Regions from separate parts of the Macaca mulatta genome. Here region 1 is linked to region 2. Evidence: chromatin contacts called from public Hi-C data. All regions are on one chromosome and are shown on one strand. The core of a region is the stretch at or near the end of the contact, and the rest is flanking DNA. Distances in the headings are between cores, read along the strand shown.

Region 1 (2,846 bases), core at 83-2,582, 100 kb after region 2:
TCTTTTCTTTTTTCTTTTTTTGAGATGGAGTCTCGCTCTGTTGCCCAGGCTGGAGTGCAGTGGCGCGATCTCAGCTCACTGCAAGCTCCGCCTCCCACGTTCACGCCATTCTCCTGCCTCGGCCTCCCCAGCAGCTGGGACTACAGGCGCCCGCCACCACACCCGGCTAATTTTTTTGTATTTTTAGTAGAGACGGGGTTTCACCGTGTTAGCCAGGATGGTCTAGATCTCCTGACCTCGTGATCCGCCCGTCTCGGCCTCCCCAAGTGCTGGGATTACAGGCGGGAGCCACCGCACCCGGCTGTCACATTCTTTCTTTAAACAACCCTTAAGGTGTGAAGCTACTCCCTGTACCCTCAACTATAAACTTCTTTAAGAGTGAAAACTTCGTGTCTGCAAACTCATGAATATTAGCAAAGAGATCAGCACACAGGCTATCCAGGCATGTAAGGGAATAAATGATTACCCTTAGTAGTAGCCTATACTCTTGCACTTTGAACTGTTTTGTGTCCCACTACTTATGCCTTAGTGGGGAAAGACTTGTGTTAGTTAAGCCATCTGCACTGGTTTGTCAACGTTTTGTAGCTAACTGTATCAATTTTCTGGCCGATAAGCTGTGCTTAGAGTTGTGTAAACCCTAACGTCTTTCATCAATAGGGCCCCTAGGCTGCAGAAGAGAAGGTGGTTCTACCCAGCAGCATAATTTTATCATCTTTCTTCTCATTCCGTTCAAGTTCTACCCCAGTTCTTCCTCTTGCTTTATTTCTAGCACATCCACAGGTCCCTCTGGAGACCGGCTCATTGCTAGTAGCCCTCAATTACCCCTCACCATTCTCAATTCTCTCCCCTTCCCAAACTCCTCCTGTCTAACTCCAGGCCTAGCACTAGTGGCACCCGACAGCCCTGCCTTTACCTACTGGAAACTTCCAGAGCTTGGCAGGCACACCTAACTCCTGACTTTCAGACCTGTGGCTCCCAAACGCGGAGGGAGTCCCCGTGGGCCCCACCACCGCCAGCAGTTTCCTCCGGGCCACGAAGCCCTTCGCCGCCCCCGCCTCTACCCCTGAAATCAAGTCCCGAAGCCCGCCCCACTGCACGACCACCTCACCCTGGGCGCCTCACCCTGGTAGGGCTTCGACAGCGAGTGCTCCCGTTTCAAGTACTCGAACGTCTGACCCGCCCCGACTTGCTGTGGCCCCTGCCCAGACCCCAACAAAAGAAGAAGGAGTAACATCCTGGACCCATCCCGAGCCGACAAACATCGCCGCCACTTCTGCCACCACCCAAGGGGTCCCAGAGTCGCCGCCATCTTTCCCACCGCCGACCCTTCATCAAAAGCCCGCCCTGTCGCCCAACCCATTGGCCCGAAGAACAACCGTCCCCGCGTTCTATTGGCTCTCGTCAAGCCCCGCCCCTGCAGGTGAGCATATCACCGATTGGCTGGCTTGGGTATCAGTTGCCTTGCCAACCCAGAAAAGGGGCGTAGCCGAATGCCCAGACTCCCTTATTTGCATTTGCCCTGAGTTCCGCTAGGCTTGCTGGGATACGTAGTTTATTCCCACTTTGTTTTCTGCGTACGAGAGTAAATTTAAAGAGATAAAACGTTTCTTCTGGTCCCAAACATTCTATCCTCTCTGCAATAGTACGGTCCTAACTGCAGCTCTCTGAATCAGTTTGGAAGATATAGCAGTGAAAGGAGAAATAGACAAATCCATAAAATAACTGGAAAATTATCAATTTATAAAAGACTTGAACAGTACTGCCAACTAACTTGACCTGATGATATTTATAGAAATTCCATCTAACAACTGCGGAAGACACATTCTCTTCAAATGCAAATGACTCCTTTGCCGTGATAGTCTGGGCCATCAAGCAACCTACAGATATAGAAGAATTGAAAGCACACAAATTAATTAATTCTAAAAGCCATCACCTCCTTCCCTCCTTTTCTTTCCTTTTTTGTTTGAAACGAGGTCTTGGCCGGGCGCTGTGGCTCACGCCTGTAATTCCAGCACTTTGGGAGTCCGAGACGGGCGGATCACCTGAGGTTGGAAGCTCGAGACCAGCCTGACCAACATGGAGAAACCCCATCTCTATTAAAAATACAGAAAAAAAAAAAAAATTGCCAGGCGTGGTGGCACCTGTAATCCCAGCTACCGGGAGGCTGAGGCAGGAGAATCGCTTGAACCCAGGAGGCAGAGGTTGCCGTGAGCAAAGACTAAGCCACTGCACTCCAGCCTGAGCCACAAAAGCAAAACTCCGTCTCAAAAAAAAGAGAGAGAGACAGACAGACAAGGTCTTGCTCTGTTGCCCACGCTGGAGTGCAGTGGCACAGTCTCAGCTCCAGCCTCTACCTCCCTGGCTCAAGTGATCCTGCCACCTTAGCCTCCTGAGTAACTGGGACTACAGGCACATCCCTTCATCTTTATCCGGCACCACAACAACATGTGTCCAGACTGGTCTCCACGTAGCCACTAAAGTGATCAAAACCATCTAACCATGGTGAGGGTCAGGGTTAAATGAGTCAATATTGGTAAACCTCTTAGAACAATGCCTTGCATGTAGTAAGCACTATTTCTTTCTTTTTTATTTTCTTTTTTTTTGTTTTTGTGTTTGAAACAGGGTCTCTCTCTGTCGTCCAGGCTGGAGTGCAGTGGCATGGCCACAGCCTCAACCTCCTGGGCTCAAGGGATCTTCCCACTTCAGCCTCTCAAGTAGCTGGGACGACAGGTATGTGTCACCACGCCTGGCTAATTTTTAATTTTTTGTAGCAATGGGGTGTGTGGGGGGGGAGTCTCACTAAGTTGCCCAGATTTGTCTCAAACTTCTGGACTTCAGGGATCGCC
Region 2 (3,027 bases), core at 440-2,939:
TTCCATGTCTTGCTTTCCTAATTCTTGTTAGCTGTCTCATACAGATATCCACATTCAAGCCTGCTATCCTTATGCTGCTTAAGAGATGCCTGAATTTAACATCCAAACGCCTCATACAATCTCCCCCAGTCAATCCTGAGAAAATCCTCTCTAAATTCCCATCTGATCACTGCCCAGTGATGGCAGCAGCAGCCCTCAGAAGCCCAAACTCACATGGTACTTTCGTGCTGCCGCCGGGGAGTGACAAAGAGCATGCGGGTGGGGCGGGCACTACTGGCATCTGGGTGGGCACTCCAAGGCTTGGCATAGCTATGATCCAGAAAAACCAGGTCCAGCTCCCGTTCGTGCACTGAAAGCTGGAAGAGCAGCGAGGTGCCCATGCGTCGAGCTGAAGTCTGGAAGTCCCTCTCCCCACCCCGGTGGGCCATGTCAGTGGAGGGGCAGAAAGTCAGAGCAAGGGTATCTGCATGCTAGTCACCTGCAGTGAGAAGTTTCAGTTTAGGTCAATTCCAATATTCTGAATTTCTCCCAATCTACACCATCGAACATGCTTACTTTTGTAACCTACTATCATTCCTGTTGAGTATCCATTTCACAGCAGACCTCTGGTGGGGAGGGTTCGTGGAATCCCACACCAACACCAAAAAAAAAGGAAAAAAAAAAAAAGAAAAACGAGGTGCCATGAGTTGTCCCATACTCAACCTCTAGCGAACTGAAATTCGCTAACGGGAGAGCTCACCGACCCCGAGGTTCAGAAAGACCTGGCGTGGACAGACACTACACCTGCTTGGCCAGCACAACTTCCTAGGTGGGCAGGAAGAGTTCTGGCAAACGGGAAATCACAAACGTGAGTTTGTCGAAAGCTAAGGTTCTCTGTCGCTTCACATCATCCTCTACCGACGATGCCAACCGAGCCCGGTCCGCAGCAGGAGCGTGGGCACCGCTAAAGGGCAGGGCAACGCGGGCCTCAAAAAAGCGAATCCCAGCTAGGGCTCCATGTCCTTCGAGTCCCTCGTACCGCGTGAAACAAAAGTTCTGTCGGTACTTCGTAATATTCCAGAGTTTATACGAAAAGGAGAGCTCCCCCCACAAAGCCTGTGACAAAATGGTCCCCGTGGAAGCCCTTTCGCCCGCACCCCCGGCGAGGCGTCCCCAGCAAACCGCCCCGGACCCCGGCGGCCCCGCAGGCGTTCCTGCCACTGAGCCTCCATCGAGGAGACAGGGCCATGACTCGCATTTTACAGACGAGGTCGCCAGCTCGGGGAACTGAAGCGACTTGGCCAAGGTCATGCAGAGTTCGCGACGAGGAGGAGCCTCCTGGCCCCCGCCCGCCGCCCGCCGCCGCCCGCCGCCGCCCGCCGCCTCCCGCCTCCCGCTCCCTGGGGCACGGCTCGGCGTCCGCGTCACCGAGGCCCAGACGCGGCCCCCGCCCGCCCCCGGCCCAACCCGCCCGACCAGCCCCGGCAGCCGGCCCTAGCCCGGGCCCCCGCACGCCCCGAGAGCCCTGAAGCCCTCGCCGAGACCCCCGGCCGTCCCAACCAGGGCCGCGAACCCCACGGCCCGCCACTCCCCTCGAAGCCAACGCAGCTCTCACCCGCGCTCTTACGGCCGCGCGCTCGGCCCGGGCCAGATCCCTCAGCGCGTGCGCGTCAACGCCTCCACGCCCCGGCGCTGCGGGCACCGAGTAAAACGCGGAAGAGGCTCACGGCCTGGGAAGGGAGAGGCGGTGAGCGGCAAAGCCCGGAACGGATAAAGCCCCGGCGCCTCAGTCCGGAAGAGGAGCGCCGAGAGCGCGAGAGCGTGTCCGAAGCAGAAAGTCAGCACCTGGGCTGGAGTGTCCCCCTCGCGCATTTTCAGTAGGGAAAGCGAGGGCGGAGGACGAGGCTGGCTTCTACGGCCCCAGTTCTCGCCACCCCCATCGTGTTGGTCCTTTGTGCCCTCTGGGCGGTCGAGCACCCAACTGTCCACCTCCACCAGGGCAGTCCCCTGAATTTCCTCATTAAGAATGTACCTGTGTGGCTCACGCCTGTAATCCCAGCGCTTTGGGAGGCCTAGGCGGGAGGATCTCTTGAGCTCAGGAATTTGAGATGAGCCTGGCCAATATGATGAGACCTCTGTATCTACAAAAAATTTTAGAAATTAGGCATGTGTGATAGTGATGTATGCCTGTAGTCCCAGCTACTCGGGAGGCTGAGGTGGGAGGATCACTTGAGTCTAGGAGGTCCAGGCTGCCATGAGCCATGGTCGCGCCACGGAACTCCAGCCTGGACGACGGAGTGAGACCATGTCTCAAAAAAAAAATAGAATTTTGTTACTGACCCTAGATCGCTTTGTGTGGTTAACTTTCCTATGTGTTTTTGTGTAGAGACAGTAGATCCTCAAAGTCAGGGAAATTAACCTTTGTATCCTCCAGAGAACATAGAGCCCAGGACATAGGTAATTGTTCAAATGATGACTGATCAATAATTGGTTATTTGGTTGACTGACTGAGAGAGCAAGAGTCATGGTTCAAGATGATAAATCTCACCCGGGAGCTGTGGCTCATGCCTATCATCCCAGCACGTTGGGAGGCCCAGGTGGGAGGATCGCTTGAGACCAAGAGTTCAAGACCAGCCTGCACAGAACAGTCAGACTTCGTTTCTATTTTTTTAAAAAAATTAATTAATTAAATTTTTAAAAATGGCCAGGTGTGGTGGCTCACACCTGTAATCCCAGCACTTTGGGAGGCTGAGGCGGATGGATCACAAGTTCAGGAGTTCAAGACCAGCCTGGCCAAAATGGCGAAACCCTGTCTCTACTAAAAATGCAAAAATTAGCCACGTGTGGTGGCCCATGCCTGTAATCCCAGCTACTCGGGAGGCTGAGGTAGGAGAATCACTTAAACCCGGGAGGCAGAGATCGGTGAGCCGAGATCGCCGAGCCGAGATTCATTCTTTGCCAATTTAAGAGGTGATAAATGGTATCTTATCCCGTTTCTTGGCTTATTAATGAGTTTGATTTTTTGTTTTGTTTTGTTTTGTTGTTGTT

What was found. A called contact is a pair of places that touch in the nucleus more often than the background predicts.
Region 1: a Hi-C map of blood shows a contact between it and region 2, with 5 times the contacts expected there. The contact joins the promoter of LMAN2L here to the promoter of KANSL3 in region 2. A contact is called at or near these places in 3 of 14 Hi-C or Micro-C datasets (blood, fetal cortical plate and liver).

The regions. Positions count from the first base shown.
Region 1 is chr13:5,395,795-5,398,640 of T2T-MMU8v2.0, forward strand. LMAN2L (lectin, mannose binding 2 like) reads right to left here and starts at 1,333. Exons shown (of 8, transcript XM_028832179.2): 1 at 1,123-1,333.
Region 2 is chr13:5,292,487-5,295,513 of T2T-MMU8v2.0, forward strand. KANSL3 (KAT8 regulatory NSL complex subunit 3) reads right to left here and starts at 1,690. Exons shown (of 21, transcript NM_001194121.2): 1 at 1,595-1,690; 2 at 214-478.